Regions from separate parts of the Sus scrofa genome. Here region 1 is linked to region 2. Evidence: chromatin contacts called from public Hi-C data. All regions are on one chromosome and are shown on one strand. Each heading gives the region's core, a stretch centred on a gene start, on an enhancer-like site or on the middle of the called end of the contact. The rest is flanking DNA. Distances are from core to core; before and after follow the strand shown. Region 1 has its middle 33 kb from the start of ZBTB38. Region 2 overlaps PXYLP1 (2-phosphoxylose phosphatase 1).

Evidence for each region. Hi-C and Micro-C count contacts between places; a contact is called where the count stands out from the background.
Region 1: a contact with region 2 is called in a Hi-C map of fetal heart ventricle, with 2.1 times the contacts expected there. The contact joins two enhancer-like sites. A contact is called at or near these places in 4 of 47 Hi-C or Micro-C datasets (embryonic fibroblasts, fetal heart ventricle, heart right ventricle and 1 more) and 1 of 2 datasets of contacts at active chromatin or transcription factors (alveolar macrophages).

Annotation. Positions count from the first base shown.
Region 1 is chr13:82,151,798-82,158,798 of Sscrofa11.1, forward strand. It overlaps a transcript of ZBTB38 not described here. Among named protein-coding and RNA genes, the nearest start is that of ZBTB38, 33 kb to the right of the region's middle. Within about 2 kb of position 4,309, at least 28 of the 83 cell types and tissues checked have an H3K27ac peak or open chromatin away from gene starts, as enhancers often do. A contact at or near this core is called in skeletal muscle, where this site is marked.
Region 2 is chr13:81,980,285-81,986,879 of Sscrofa11.1, forward strand. The region is part of intron 2 of PXYLP1 (2-phosphoxylose phosphatase 1); the gene reads left to right. Among named protein-coding and RNA genes, the nearest start is that of PXYLP1, 32 kb to the left of the region's middle. Within about 2 kb of position 2,062, at least 26 of the 83 cell types and tissues checked have an H3K27ac peak or open chromatin away from gene starts, as enhancers often do. A contact at or near this core is called in skeletal muscle, where this site is marked.

The DNA.
Region 1 (7,001 bases), core at 3,059-5,558, 170 kb after region 2:
TGGTGTTAAGCTATGTATGAAGAATATAAAATATATTTGACTTGTGTATATTAAATTGCACTTTATGGCCCCCTGTATATAATTTTAAAAATCAGATGACTTAACAGGCAGATGTTTATTAAAACTATACTGAGTCATTTTGTAACATTGTTGGTATTCCGCTGACAGTTTGCTTCTTTGGAACAGGATTGCCAGTGGCCTGGAGCCTGGCCTAGAAGCAGGGTTTCTCTGTTTATACCCAACAGCCCCCGGGGGAGGAGAAGACAGAATTGGCTATCATGGAGTCCCTTCTATACCTTGGGTGCATTATATCAGCCTTCTGACTAGAACTGCCAAATAAACTGGTGTGATGGAAACTGAGGCAAAGAGGTTCAGTACTGAGGCTGATGTTGGAGAAATGAGATTTTTACCCCCTGGGCTCTTATCTGACTGTCAATTCCAGCTTCCCCTCTCCACACCCCACGTTGTTTCCCCAGCCACGTGTTGAGGGCATGAAGTAGATCCTTGTTTCTGATTGTGGCTTAGAAACCCGTCCCTGATGTTACTGTAACATCAGAATTTTTGACAAGAAGCAAATAGGGAGAGGTAACGTGCAAACTTAAGTTTGTTCAACAGATATCAACTATCTGTTGAACAGGTATCAGATCAGGACTCCGCCCTCATGGGGCCTCCCAATCTTTCTCACCTATTCTTATCTACCATCCACATGCTGCGGCAAGCTTTTCTAAAAGTGAAAAACACCAATGGATTTCTGCACTGATAAGATTAAAGATTTTGACTTGCCCTAGCTATCACTGTCCCTGTGGGGGGGGGGGCTAGATGTTCCCAGAGTCGCCCTGTCACTTTGAAAGTTTAAAACAGGTGTTGCCGCTGTGGCTTATGGCTCAGCGGTTAACAAACCTGACTAGCACCCATGAGGATGCAGGTTCTATCCCTGGCCTTGCTAGGTGGATTAAGGACCTGGCATTGCTGTGAGCTGTGTTACAGGATCCTGTGTTGCTGTGGCTCTGGTGTAGGCCAGCGGCTACAGCTCTGATATGCCACAGGTGCTGCCCTAAAAAGCAAAAAAAAAAAAAAAAAAAAGTTTAAAACAGGTGCTTAGGGGGTGTCCAGAGGTGTTTAGTGTTTGTTGATTACTCTCTGAGGCCCTGAGGAAGTTTATACGGGGCGAGGGGAAAACACCAGAGTTGGCGGGGGGCGGGGAGGGGGGCGGCAAGGTCAAAAACACCACAGTGTAAGAGACAGAACTGAAGGCCTGGGACTTGTTCCCGTGACCCCCTGTACAACCTTGGGAAAGAAGGGCATGTAACTTTGCTGGCTTGATTTCTTTACCTGTAACCAGAGCAGGTTTGGCTCAATGATGGCAAAAGTTCCTTCCAGCTTCAGGGTGCAGTCATTCTGTTTCCTCTCTAGCAGAAAAGCAGAGGTGCTGAGATAGGCAAATGGTAACTCTGAGGTCCGCCAGAGGTCCCAACTGCAGAGCTCCCTGTGACTGTCCTCAGAGAGGTACCAGTACTGGGCCCTGCCTTTGCTCCACACACTTTGGAGGAAAGTGCATGGATGTTAAGGGTGGGAGAGACTGCTTTGGAGGAAGTAAGGCTTCCTACTGGCTGGAAATCAATCAAAAGGTGACAGAATAGGAGGTAGGGAATGATATTTTTAAATTTTATGGCTAGAAAGAACCTTAGACATAAACTAGCCCAACCTCTTCACATTCCAGATAAGGGAACGGAAGTGCAGGGAAGTCATAGGATTTGCTCAGGGTCACATAGCTAGTGGCAAACTGGGAACAGAAGCCAGCGTCCCCGTGCTGTTCCAGTACGTTCTCTGCAGAAGCAGGTAGGTCCCGTCCTAAAAGCACATGAGCAGGAGAGCAGGATATGGCTGTCGGCAAGCAAAGCCTGAAGAGGTACTAGAACTGTTCTGTTAGGGAGAGCAGCCCACAGGGCCTGCTGGGCCTGTAGCAGCCACTGCTAGAAGGATAGTGCAAGGCAAACGTCCATCCTACCAAAGCCCGTGGAGTCTTGTGAAGTAAGGTAGCCAAGAAGATTTCTTTTTAAACCGGGAGAGACAGGAGGCTATTTCCTATTTTTTAAAGCATTTTCCCTCTCTTATTGAAATGAGAATGGCAAAGGTCTACAATAATTTAGACTTGAGAGGAAGGAAGCATTTTCTCAGGGAGTAAGAAGAGGAAGACTCGGCTCGAGCACCCCTAGTTGCGGGCCATTCCTGTGCGCGTGTCTATCACAAGGTGCCTTGTTGTCATGGGAGATCCAGTGGCTCTTCAAGTGCTAGAGGGACATCCTGGGGTTATTTCGGCAACCCCTGAAGGCCGGCTTTGTGCAAGGTGAGAGAGGTGGGAGCTACCACTTCCTGCCTTGTGAGTTGGATATCATTTCTAGGTCCCCGTGCTGTTTGTGTTCTTTTCGGGTGTTAGAACAACTTCTGATCCCTTGCAGAGTTGATTACCAGTAGATAAGAAGCCCACCGACTCAGTAAAAACAAAGCTGCATTTATTGTCTTGCCAGGCAAGAGAGACTGGAGTTCAGAATCAGTCTCCCCAAACGTATATGCATTTTCATGTAAGCATGGAGATTGCTGACTCGCTTTAGTAGAAGGCTGATTCACTTCTAGACCAAAGTGAGGATTTTTCTGTTTTCAAAAGCTACTCGGCCTTCTGGTCTGTTTCTGCTGGGAAACCTATTTATTCGGGTCTTGTGATCTCTGACTCGAACTCAGGTCACAGGGTGCAAGATGCTCATCGGGGGAGGAAGCAGCCAGTCATACCTGCATCCCAGGTGCCTGTGACTACGTCCTGTTGTGTGTTCTGCTCTTCCCTTGGACGAGTGCACATTCTACTTTTGCTTTAAAACAGGAAGGGGCGGGAGGACCCCTTTGAGAAAGCAGAGGGCACAGAGGTAGACGGAAAAAGGGATGACGTGGCTGTGAAATGAAGCCCCGAATGGGGTTTTGCTCATACATTAGAGAACCGGCCTACCCCGGGTGCTGTGCTAAATCAGGTTTAAAAAAAAAAAAAAAAGTCTGACCTTTAAATTTTTTCCTGTCAAGGTCTAACAGTTCTGGAGTTTCTTTAGCCACTATATCCTATGTTGACTTTTTTGTGCAGCAGCATTTAAATTACCTGGGAGAACATTTTTTTTTCTTATGTGAATAGACACTACGAAGTGAATTCTTACCTCGTTTTGTTGTTTAATAGTCTTACTATTTGTTTTTGTCTTTTTTTTTTTCAGTTTTGACATTTTTCAGGAAATCACTCCAAAGCTTTGTGCCGTGTTCGAATGATCTATTTTAAGACCTTCTTTTCTATTTGATGATAGGCATTTCTGATAAGATGATTTGCGCGTCTCTCTATTTTAGGAAATCCTTTTTCGAGGTCTTTTTCATTTCTTTCTTTGAGGAAGCTTAAACAGGAGCCTTACCTCCAATCCTGGCATCCACCTTACATTCAAAATGACCTATTTTCCACCCCCCATGAGGTCCCCTGGCTCAGGGAGAGTAATAAAAGTCGGGTGATTAGTCCTCTTGGTGTTCAGCAAACAAATACTTTGGAGGCCATGATTTGTGTTACTGGTCGGAAAGAAAGGTTCTATCTGTCTCTAGACAGTGACTCTTGTGACAGGTAAGTGCCTTGTGTTCCCAGAAGGTCCCCTGAGTGCCTTGTTTGTTGTGTTCAGGTTTTCTGCAGCCCGGTGGCGGTGGCCATTTTCTGTGAGTTTGAATCCCTGGGTTAAACTCCTCCCCCTGTGGCGTCTATGAGCATTTGTTTTCTAAAATGAAAGCACAGGCAGAAACTCGAGCTGTTCTACAGAACAGCCTGTTCTTCAGACTTTTTTTTTTTAAGATCAGTGTATTTAAAGCATAATTTTTCTAAACAGGCTGTTGGGGGGTTTTATCTGTGTGGGTTTGGGTTTGTTTGGGGACTCTTACTTTTTTTGAAGGGCAGGCAACACATTTATTGATGTTATTGCTCTCTGTTCCCCTCATCCCCAGGTAACTTCACTCTAAAACAGGTGAGCAGGGCACCTGTTGGATGCATCCTGCCAGAAACCTTCATTTAGTTTTAATCAAATTTCTTTCAGGGTGAAATTGGCAAAGGCTAAAGGGAACTGAGTACCTATAGTATTCCTCCCTCTCCCAGCCCAACAGTTCTCCCCAGTCAGTTTCTTTTGTTTAAACCGTCTTCATCCCTTTGTGTGTCTGGCTAGAGTTTCTGTAGCATGTCCATGGTGTAGAAAAGCCTCTGTGCTCCTGGTCATGCGTACGCCAGTCAGTGGGCTTGCTTTGACAGCTTGGCAGGTTTTGCATCTCCCGAGCCCTAGGAAGAGGTGACGGTTTCACAATCCCGTGCTGCCTCAGAGATCTGTGCTGCCATGCCTGGCCTCCGTCCAGAGATTGCAGTGTTGCCAGCGGTGGCTTCAAGCTGGAAAAATGGGAGGTGGAAGAGAAATGATGGAAAACATGGGAGGAGGGATTGTGGAAAACAGAGGAGAAGGAAATGTGTGTGCAAGGAAAGTATGTGCAGGGACTCAAGTAAATATCCGAGAGCCCAGGTCGTAAAAATGATCTCCGTACATTGGCATTTTGTGTGTGCATCCAGGTGGGGGGGCCACCGCAAACGGGGGGCTGTCAGTTGATGGTGGGGAGGAGATGTGGCAGAACAAGCCAAGGGCATCAGCAGCTTTTCTCCAGGATGTGCCCACCAGCATGACAGATGCTTAGACCAAGGGGATCAACTCTCTCCTCCCATTGCCACCCCAGTGTTCATTGAGTGGGATTTGCTTCCTCGGGTTGACTCCCATTGTTCTGCTGAGTACTTCTCTAAGATGCCCCAAGGACCCTTGTGATCTTGCTGGATATATTTTATTGTGTTGACTCCATTGTCTGATATCCGGGCTCTCTTTCTGTGATCTAGTTTTTAGAATTGTTTTTTGTATGACGCAGTAATGGAGGGTGATACCCATTCCGAATACTCTGACCCGGTAAGGAGCTATGTGTTCTCAGCAGTTACTGCTTCCCTCATTGTATCACATGGTAGTGATGCGTATGGAACTCTTTGTAGATGGAGAGCTAGGTACCTCTGAGAGTGTGAGTCTGATTGGGTGGGGGCCTGATTAAGAGTCATCATCTCCTTCTTGCAGCTTGAACACACTGCATCATTAAAACTACTTTGAAGCAAAGTGAAACGTTGGCTATCTGCCACTTCCTCAGGACTCATATAGTAGGACATTTTCCACATGGAAATGAACTGGAGGGATCCTGAAGAAATGTTATATGACCTGGATATATTCCATGTTAAAGCTTCTTAGCACCTCTTCTTCTTCATTAAGATGGGACACTTTGGTAGTTTTGAAAGCTTGAATATTGGTATTTCACCATTTAAAGTTTAGAAGGGTGGGCGTTCCTGTGGTGGCTAAGTTCCTGTGGTACTTCAGAATCCGACTAGAGTCGTGAGGATGTGGGTTCAATCCCTGGCCTTGCTCAGCGGTTTAAGGCTCTGGCATTGCCTCAAGCTGTGGTGTAGGTCACAGATGTGGGTCAGATCCTGCATTGCTGTGACTGTGGCATAGCCTGGCAGCTGAAGCTCTGATTCAACTCCTAGCCCAGGAACTTCCATATGCCACAGGTAGAGCTGTAAAAATAAATAAGTACATTTTAGGAGGACATTGCAGTTACAGAGGTTGAAATGTTAGAGGCTTAAGAGATCTCTCCATATGCCATTATAGATTAAGGTCTAAAATTCAGATCCATACAGGAACAGGATGGTAATATGAATGTTCAGTGTGGGCTTGGTATAGGAAGATGGAATGGTTAGATCATGGCAAAATGGAGGGTATTAAAACTTTTTAAAATACTGTGGGGCTTAATGAAACAGGCCTGCAGGCCGCATTCAGCCTCTGGACTGCTGCTTTGCATAGCAGTTGTAAAGCAACAACATCTGACTCAATCCACCAGGCTGGATTTCCTCAGTGGCAACCTGCCCAGTCTTTTCCTGCAAAGCATTGGGCTTGAAGCGCTCCAAGACCCAGCCCAAGAAAAACTCACGGCCACTGAACCTTCTCCATGTCACAGCAAATAAAGGAGCTACTTTGAATGCGAAGTGTGTCCATCTCATACAGGCAAAGTGATCTGTTAGTAGACTCAGCAGCCGTCCACAGTTTGTATGGCCAAGGACATGGGGGAGGCGTTGGGCAGAGCAGCCTTGATTAAGCTGCCCAATGCTTAGTGGGCCCATCCCAGGACAAAACAGGAAGGACCCACCAAAGGAAGCCCCTCCTTATCCAGGCATGTCACTCCCAAAGCAGCTGAATGGAGGCCTGCCTGCAGAGGCCAACCTGGATGGTGTGGGGGGCCGTGGAGTGACAGCAGAGGACAGCAGGCTTATTTTGATATACCTGGTCTATGTTATTGACCTGCTTGGCCCAAGGATGCGTTCTGAAATATCAGGCAGTTAGCGCCTTCCTAATTGGTCCTAGACGGGGACAGTGTGACAATTGTGCTCTCTATTGACGCTCAATTGACCTGCACATCCTAGAATTTATAATGCCTTCCCTTTTTCTAAACATCTTTTAATCACTCTCATTTTCATCAGCTCTTTTTGGTGCTCAGTGAGTCATAATGTCTGCGAAACACTTAGCACAGGGCCTGGCATGTAGAAAGTGCTCAGAAAATATTAATTTTTATTGTCATTGACGTCATCATCATAACCATTTTAATGATTGTCATTTCCCCAGAAGACAGCACACCTTTGGTTTCCTTAAACCTGGTCGTGTACCTCCACCATCTCCACTCTGACATAAATAAAGACGGACCACACATATGTAACCAACTGTGTCAAGAAATGCACCTAACAGGATCCCCAGCTCACTCCTGCATGTTAATGTTTGGGAAGCACTGCTCTAGGTGCTGTGGTGAAAAACAGAGACCAACTCGCATAGAGATTGGTCTTCGTAGATATTCTAGCTCGGCAGTGCTGTGAGATA
Region 2 (6,595 bases), core at 812-3,311:
CATGAAGTCTAAAGTGGCTGCTCCTGATAAGAGAAGAGGTGGGAGGGGCTCTTTTCCAAAAGGTGATTAAGGGACCTGGGCTCTTAAGGTTGCCATGCCAGTTTGCTTCAATCAGTGGGAAAGGAAGGAGCATGGGGGATGGTATATAGGAGTGATATTATGGACCAGGCTTGGAAATGGAGAATTACTTCCACTGGCATTCCATTGGCCAGGGCCCAGTCACATGGCCACACCTCCTGCAAGGGATGCTGGGAAATGTGGTCCAGCCCTGTGCCTAAGACGAAGAGGAGATGGGTTTCCCGGTGAGCTGGCAGTCTCTGCCACATTGCCCGCCACCCCAGAATTTTGTTAGCAAGGAAGGAATGAATATGGGGGCGGCAACTTGGAAGGAAATGCTGTACTCAGAAAGCTCCAGGCAAATATAACCTTTATTCCCAGATCATCCATCTTAAATGCTGGCTTCTGTTCCTTTGGGAACTGGGCCAGCAGGACAGTGCAAAGTCCTCATTATCCCACTTGCTTGACCCAGGCCATGTTCTTACCAGCTTTGAGGGAGTGAGTCTTAGTGGCTCTCCCTCAGCAGGTGGAAGCTACCCCAGAAGAAATGGCCTTCAGCCTCCTTAAGACCAGAGTTGTCTCTGAGAACAGCCAGCCTTTGAGAGCTCCTTGCTCATGAGCCTTTCAAGAACCCCCACTCACCCTGCCTTCCAACATTTCTCTTCCTCTCTAGCCCCCACCCCAGCCCACACCCAGAGGGGAGGAGAAGCTGCGGCGTAGTCCACCCTTCTGCGTCCTACTTGAACCCACTGAGAAGTATTTTCCCACCATGTCCTGCTATTTTTTCTCAGTAAACATTGGTGAATCATTCATTGATCCCTTGGGCTTCAGTGCTTTGTTCTTGTTCCCTTTGTTGTAGGTTTCAGTGACAGGTGCCTCTCCATCCACAGCATCCTTTCTGGGGTGTCCTTCTTTCTTCCCTCCTTCTCTTTCTTCTTCCCAAACACACCTAAAGGGTATCTGCTGCTGACTCAGCTCTGCATCCTCCCCAGCCCTGGGGGAGGTAGGCCAGGAAGCTGATGTGAGCCTGTGCTGCTGAAGAGTGCTAATGGGAGGGCTGTAGTTACCCAATATGGGGGGGACCTCACCCAGCTGTGGAATTAGGGAAGGCTTCTGGGAGGAGGTGGCATTTGAGCTGAGTTTAAGGATGAACAAAGGTTAACACAGTCAAGAAGGCATCTGGGCCAAGAGTGTGAAATGGCACAGATGCTGAGTTGGAAGAAGGGGCCCTTGGGGTTCGGGGAGCAGCAAGGGAGTCCAGTGTGCTGAAGTTGGGGTGGGACTGTGTGGTCATTCATTCATTTAACGCTGCTGTGCTCCAGGCCCTGAGGTTAGAGCAATGGACAAGCCAGAGAAAGTCCCAGCCCCAAGGGAGCTTGAGGTCTGGACCCTGAAAGGGGGTGAGGCTGCAGAGGAGGGTGGGCTAGAACCTGTGGAGGGCCTGGCTGCTGTCCCAGACTCTGTCCGAAGGGTTTGCTGTAGGAGACCGAGTAGGATGTGAGCCCCCTTGCCTGTGCCATCACCTCTGGTGCTCCGTCTCTCTGTCTCCAACTCTCATCTGGTCCTTTGCCCAGGCGTTACTCAGGCTATAAAAATAGAGGCTGGCACCATAACACCAGCGTGTAGTTGGTGAGGGAAGCGGAAACCGTCAAGGTATGAATGTGTCAGCTAGATTTTTGGTGGAGCACTTTCTTGGAGCCTCAAGGATAAGGTTCTAATATTTGCTTACAATTTTTTTTTTTTGCTTCCTTTCAACTCCTACCAAAACTTCTGGCCCCTTGGCTCAGAACAAATACGTCCTGGTTGTGCCTTGAGCACATTGAAAGGAACTTTTAACGCTGAAATTCACCAAGTGAGGGCTGGCCTTGCCCTGAGTAGGCGTGATTGGAGGGCCTGGGTCATCGCCGTGGGGCAGCCCATCTGGGGTTCACGTCCAGGGGAGGACTGTGGTCAACACTGCCTGAGAAGGGACCAGCTCTCTGAAGCCTGAAAAGTTTTACTCATCTCCCCAAGGAAATGAGGGTTGAGTCAGGGTTTGGAAGAGCTGTCAGCTGCCTTCATTGTGATGAATGGCCCCAAGGGTGGTTTCCTTCTTTCTCCCTTCCCAGCCTTGTTTATTAAGCTGGAATTGACAGTGCTGGGGGCGGGGTGCAGCGAGAGGAACCTTCATGCTAGTCTAAGCCTACTGCTGAAGGTAGGGCATTTGTTTCCAGGCAGGAGATCCCACTCTGAGGGCCAGTCCTGCGGTGTTTGTTGGGTACCAGTTTGGTGCCAAGTGCTGTAGGGAAAGTGCATAGCAACACAACGAGGAGGAGAAGGATTATTACAACCTGTGATACTGTGATTTAGAGTAAGAAATACTTTTGTTCTTTGTCACTGTTTCTGGCACAGAGCTCCCCAAACCCTTGAAATTTCCTAGAGGAGACCGGAAAGGTGTCTTTTATTATGTTAATGAGGTGAGCTTTGGCAAGCCCCCAGGTACTCTCCGGAAGGGGTCTGGTTGCCTGGAGAGCCAACCTTGTGTTTGGAGGATTGGAACTTACAGCCCCACCCCTGACCTCTGAGGAGGAGTGGGGGGGCTGAGGGCTGTATCTGTTGCCAGTGGCTAATGACATAATCAGTTATCCCTCTGTAATGATGTCTCCGTAAAAACCAGAGTTTTTTGGTTTCCCTTGTGGCACAGAGGAATTGAATCCAACCGGGCACCAGGAGGTTGCAGGTTCGATCCCTGGCCTCACTCAGTGGGTTAAGGACCTGGCATTGGTGTGGCTGTGGTGTAGGCCAGCAGCTGTAGCTCCGATTTGACCCCTAGCCTGGGAACCTCCATATGCCGCCAGTGTGGCCCTAAAGAGCAAAAAACAAAACAAAACAAAAACAAAACAAATACCCACAAAACAAAAAACAAACTGAAAGGACAGGGTTAGGGGAGCTTCTAGGCTGTTGAACACACGGAGGTATAGGGAGAGTGGTGCTCTGAGGGAGAATGTGAAAGCTATGGGCCCCTTCCCACATGCCTTGCCAATGCATGTTTTCCATCTGGCTGTTCCTGAGTCTATCCTTTTATAATATACTGGTCATCTAGTAAGTAAAATGTTTCTCTGAGTTCTGAGAGCCACTCTAGCAAATTAATTGAACCCAAAGAATTCGGGGGGGTAGGGGGCGACGGCATTGGAACCACCAAGCTATAGCTAGTTCAAAGCATGGGTGACAACCTGGGTTTGCAATTGGATTTTGCAATTTGCAAGTGATAATGAGACAGTGTTGTGCAATTAAGCCCTTAACCTGTGAGATCTGAGGCCATTTCCAGTAGATAGTGTCAGAATTGAGTGGAATGGTAGGACGCCCAGCTGGTGTTTGAGAATAGCTTGGTGCTGTGGGGAAGAAAACCCCATATACATTGGAATTAGATGTAGAATTATTACTACCCTGAGTGCTTTCCAGGAAATATCTAATTCCTTCCACAACCTCAGGAGTTGGGTAGGTTAGATTCCACTAGAATCTAAGTACCACAAGAGTAGTAATTTTGAACTGATTCGGTCACTACTGCTCCCCAGTTTCTGTGACTATACCTGGCACATAGCAGATGCTGGGTAAATATCGAGTGAATAATCGAATCACCATTTACAGGTGAGGAAACTACAGCTCCGAGAGGTAAAGCAACTTGCCTGAGGGGCCACAGCTGATCAGTGGCCTGGATCTCGGTTCCAGGGAGGTACTATGAGCTGCGGTTTGGGGTTCCCAGCCCTGTTGCCCTTGGAATATGGGTTATTTCTAGGATAGCATTGACCAAATGCAGCACAGCCATGATGAAACCTTGGGTTGATTAACAACAAGCTCAAGGCCCAGAATGTTTTCTGTGTTCTTGCTGTAACTCAAGGATGGAATGAATATGCAGGAGTGTACCCACCCACAGAGAGTGACATTGCTATAATGCCACCTTCATCCTGTTATGCAAGCGTTCAGAAACTTTCTGTGGCTCTCTACTCCTTTGGGAACCTAGGGAACCTAGTCTGGTCCCAATCATTCTCCACCCTGTTCACTGATAAGTCCCAGCATAAAGCAGTTCAGCAGTTCAGGGAGGGCTGGGCTTGGCCCTTTGCACACATCATTGATCCTCCTCCAAATGCCCGCTCACATCAGGCGTGCCCACTGACCAACGCCCTGCCATTTGAGTTTTACCCCAGTTTCTGCCTCTCTGCTGAAGTCTTCTTTGACCATTCTAGCACAAGCCAGCCCCCGCTCCCTCGCCAACTTCCTGAGGCCCAGTCTGTCTATAGAGTTGTGTTTCCTAACAGTGTCCCTAGAACCCTGACTTCTGCAATACGTTGGGGCTCTAATTGAGTAGGGCATGAGGCCCCTTCTACCAAACACTCCTTTTATTTTTTTTGTTTTTGTTTTTTTTTTTTCACCAGGGCCTCACCCTTGGCATATGGAGGTTCCCAGGATAGGGGCTGAATCAGAGCTGTAGCTGCCAGCCTACGCTACAGCCACAGCAACGCCAGATCCAAGCCATGACTGCAACCTTCACCACAGCTCATGGCAATGCCGGATCCTTAACCCACTGAGTGAGGTCAGGGATGGAACCCGAGACCTCATGTTTCCTAGTGGAATTTGTTTCTGCTGCGCAGCGATGGGAACTCCTCCTTTTGTTTTTCTTAAACTTCAAGTTTCATGTTGCACTGAGCTTTGAAAGGGGACACGCTTTCAAAACCACTAGTCTCTATAATTTATCATGTACCTCCCCTTGTGACTTCTTGCTTAACTACATTATTTAAAAATAATTTAGATAAATTTTGCAGCTTTCTTTTTTCTGATTTTAAAAGGAAGACATGTTTACTTAAGAAACTTTGGAAAATGCAGAAAATTATAAATGAGAAAAGAAATCTTCTAGGATCCCACCACTTGCTTAAAGAGTTGTAAGCCAGTCTTCTCTCTTGCAATTTGTTTGTTTTAAGGAAAATCAAGATTGCTTGTAATCCCAACTATAAACACTTGTAATATTAAGGACATAGTTTCTCTTTCCAGTGTTTTTAAAAAATTGTTATTTGTATTCATTAAAAAAAATAGTAATAGGCTCAGAGTTCCCTGGTGGCTCAATGGGTAAAGGGCCTGGCATTGTCACTGCTGTGGCGCAGGTTTGATCCCTGGCCTGGGGACTTCTGCATGCTGTGGGCTTGGCCAAAAAAAAAAACCGCCCCCCCCCCAAAAAAAGTTAATAGGTTCAAAATTCTGAAGAGTAAACAATAAAAATCCCACTCCTATCCCTGTTTCAAACCACTCAGTCCAGTTGGTAACATATTTTCTTTGTGACATAATTGAGTTAAAACAGTACATGCTGTATTATAGCGTTTCATTTTGATTTAGCGACATAACATTTTCTTCTATCAGTAGGAAATTTTTAAAATTTGTACACAATGTGATGTAAAAAGTAAGCATTAAATATGTCAGTAAATCCTGAAAAGTCCACAGCAGACTATGGAGTTCCCTAGTGGTACAGTGGATTAAGGATCTGGCATTGTCTCTGCTGTGGATTCTGTCACTGCTATGGCAAGGGTTTGATCCTTGGCCCGAGAATTTCTGCATGGTTTCGGGCCTGGCCAAAACAAAACCAAAAAAAATGTCCATCCTGTTGATGGGGGTGGGGGGAGGAGGCTGTCTCCTTCCAGACCTTTTTCTGTAAGTTTACATGTTGTCTTAAAATTTCCATATGTATGTGGAGATATGCAAATACACTTTTTATCTATATGACATTCTCCTGTATCAGCTGCTGTAGGCACTCTCTCTCATCTAGTTTTCTCTGGGTGTTGTCTTCTGGACATCTGTCCATGTCCACACCTAAATCCACCTTTCTTTTAAGGCTCTTCCTTACAATGTTCCATTGTAATTTTCCAGCCATTCCTGTACAGGTGAATGTTTTGGTGTTTTCACGTTTTTAGAGCTGTCCCTATCGCTGCTTTGTACACGTGAGTGAGCAGTCTGGGACACGAGATACCCAGAATGTGATTCTTGGGGCAAAGGATATGTGTGTTTATTATTTTAATAAGACCACTGGTTCTCCACAAATTCCATTCCAGTTAACCCTCTCACCAACGGTATGTGAAAGAACTCATCCCTATCAAGATTAGCATTCACCGGAAATGAATGATCTGCTATTTTTTTTGTCCATCTGAAGGGTGAGAAATGCCATATCATTTAAAAAATTTGTATTTCTTGCCATCATATATCTATATACATTTTTAAAAATTGGAGTGGTACAGTATATGATTCTGTATGCTTTTTTTTTTCTTTTTCACATTAAGTCACGTTAAAATTTTCACCTTTTCTTTTCCTGGTCATTGCATTGTTTTCAAAAGCTCAGTTGTTCGGGGGTGAACTCTTGCGGATCACCCAGAGTTTATTTCTGGCCTTCATCTCCAAAGACCCTGGGAATGACAAAGAAGAGAAATGAAACTCTCTGCAGAGAATTGACACAGGGTCTGTCCAGTAAATAGGAACCAAACTGAAATCTGAATTAGATGTTTGCTTGGGGGTTCACTCC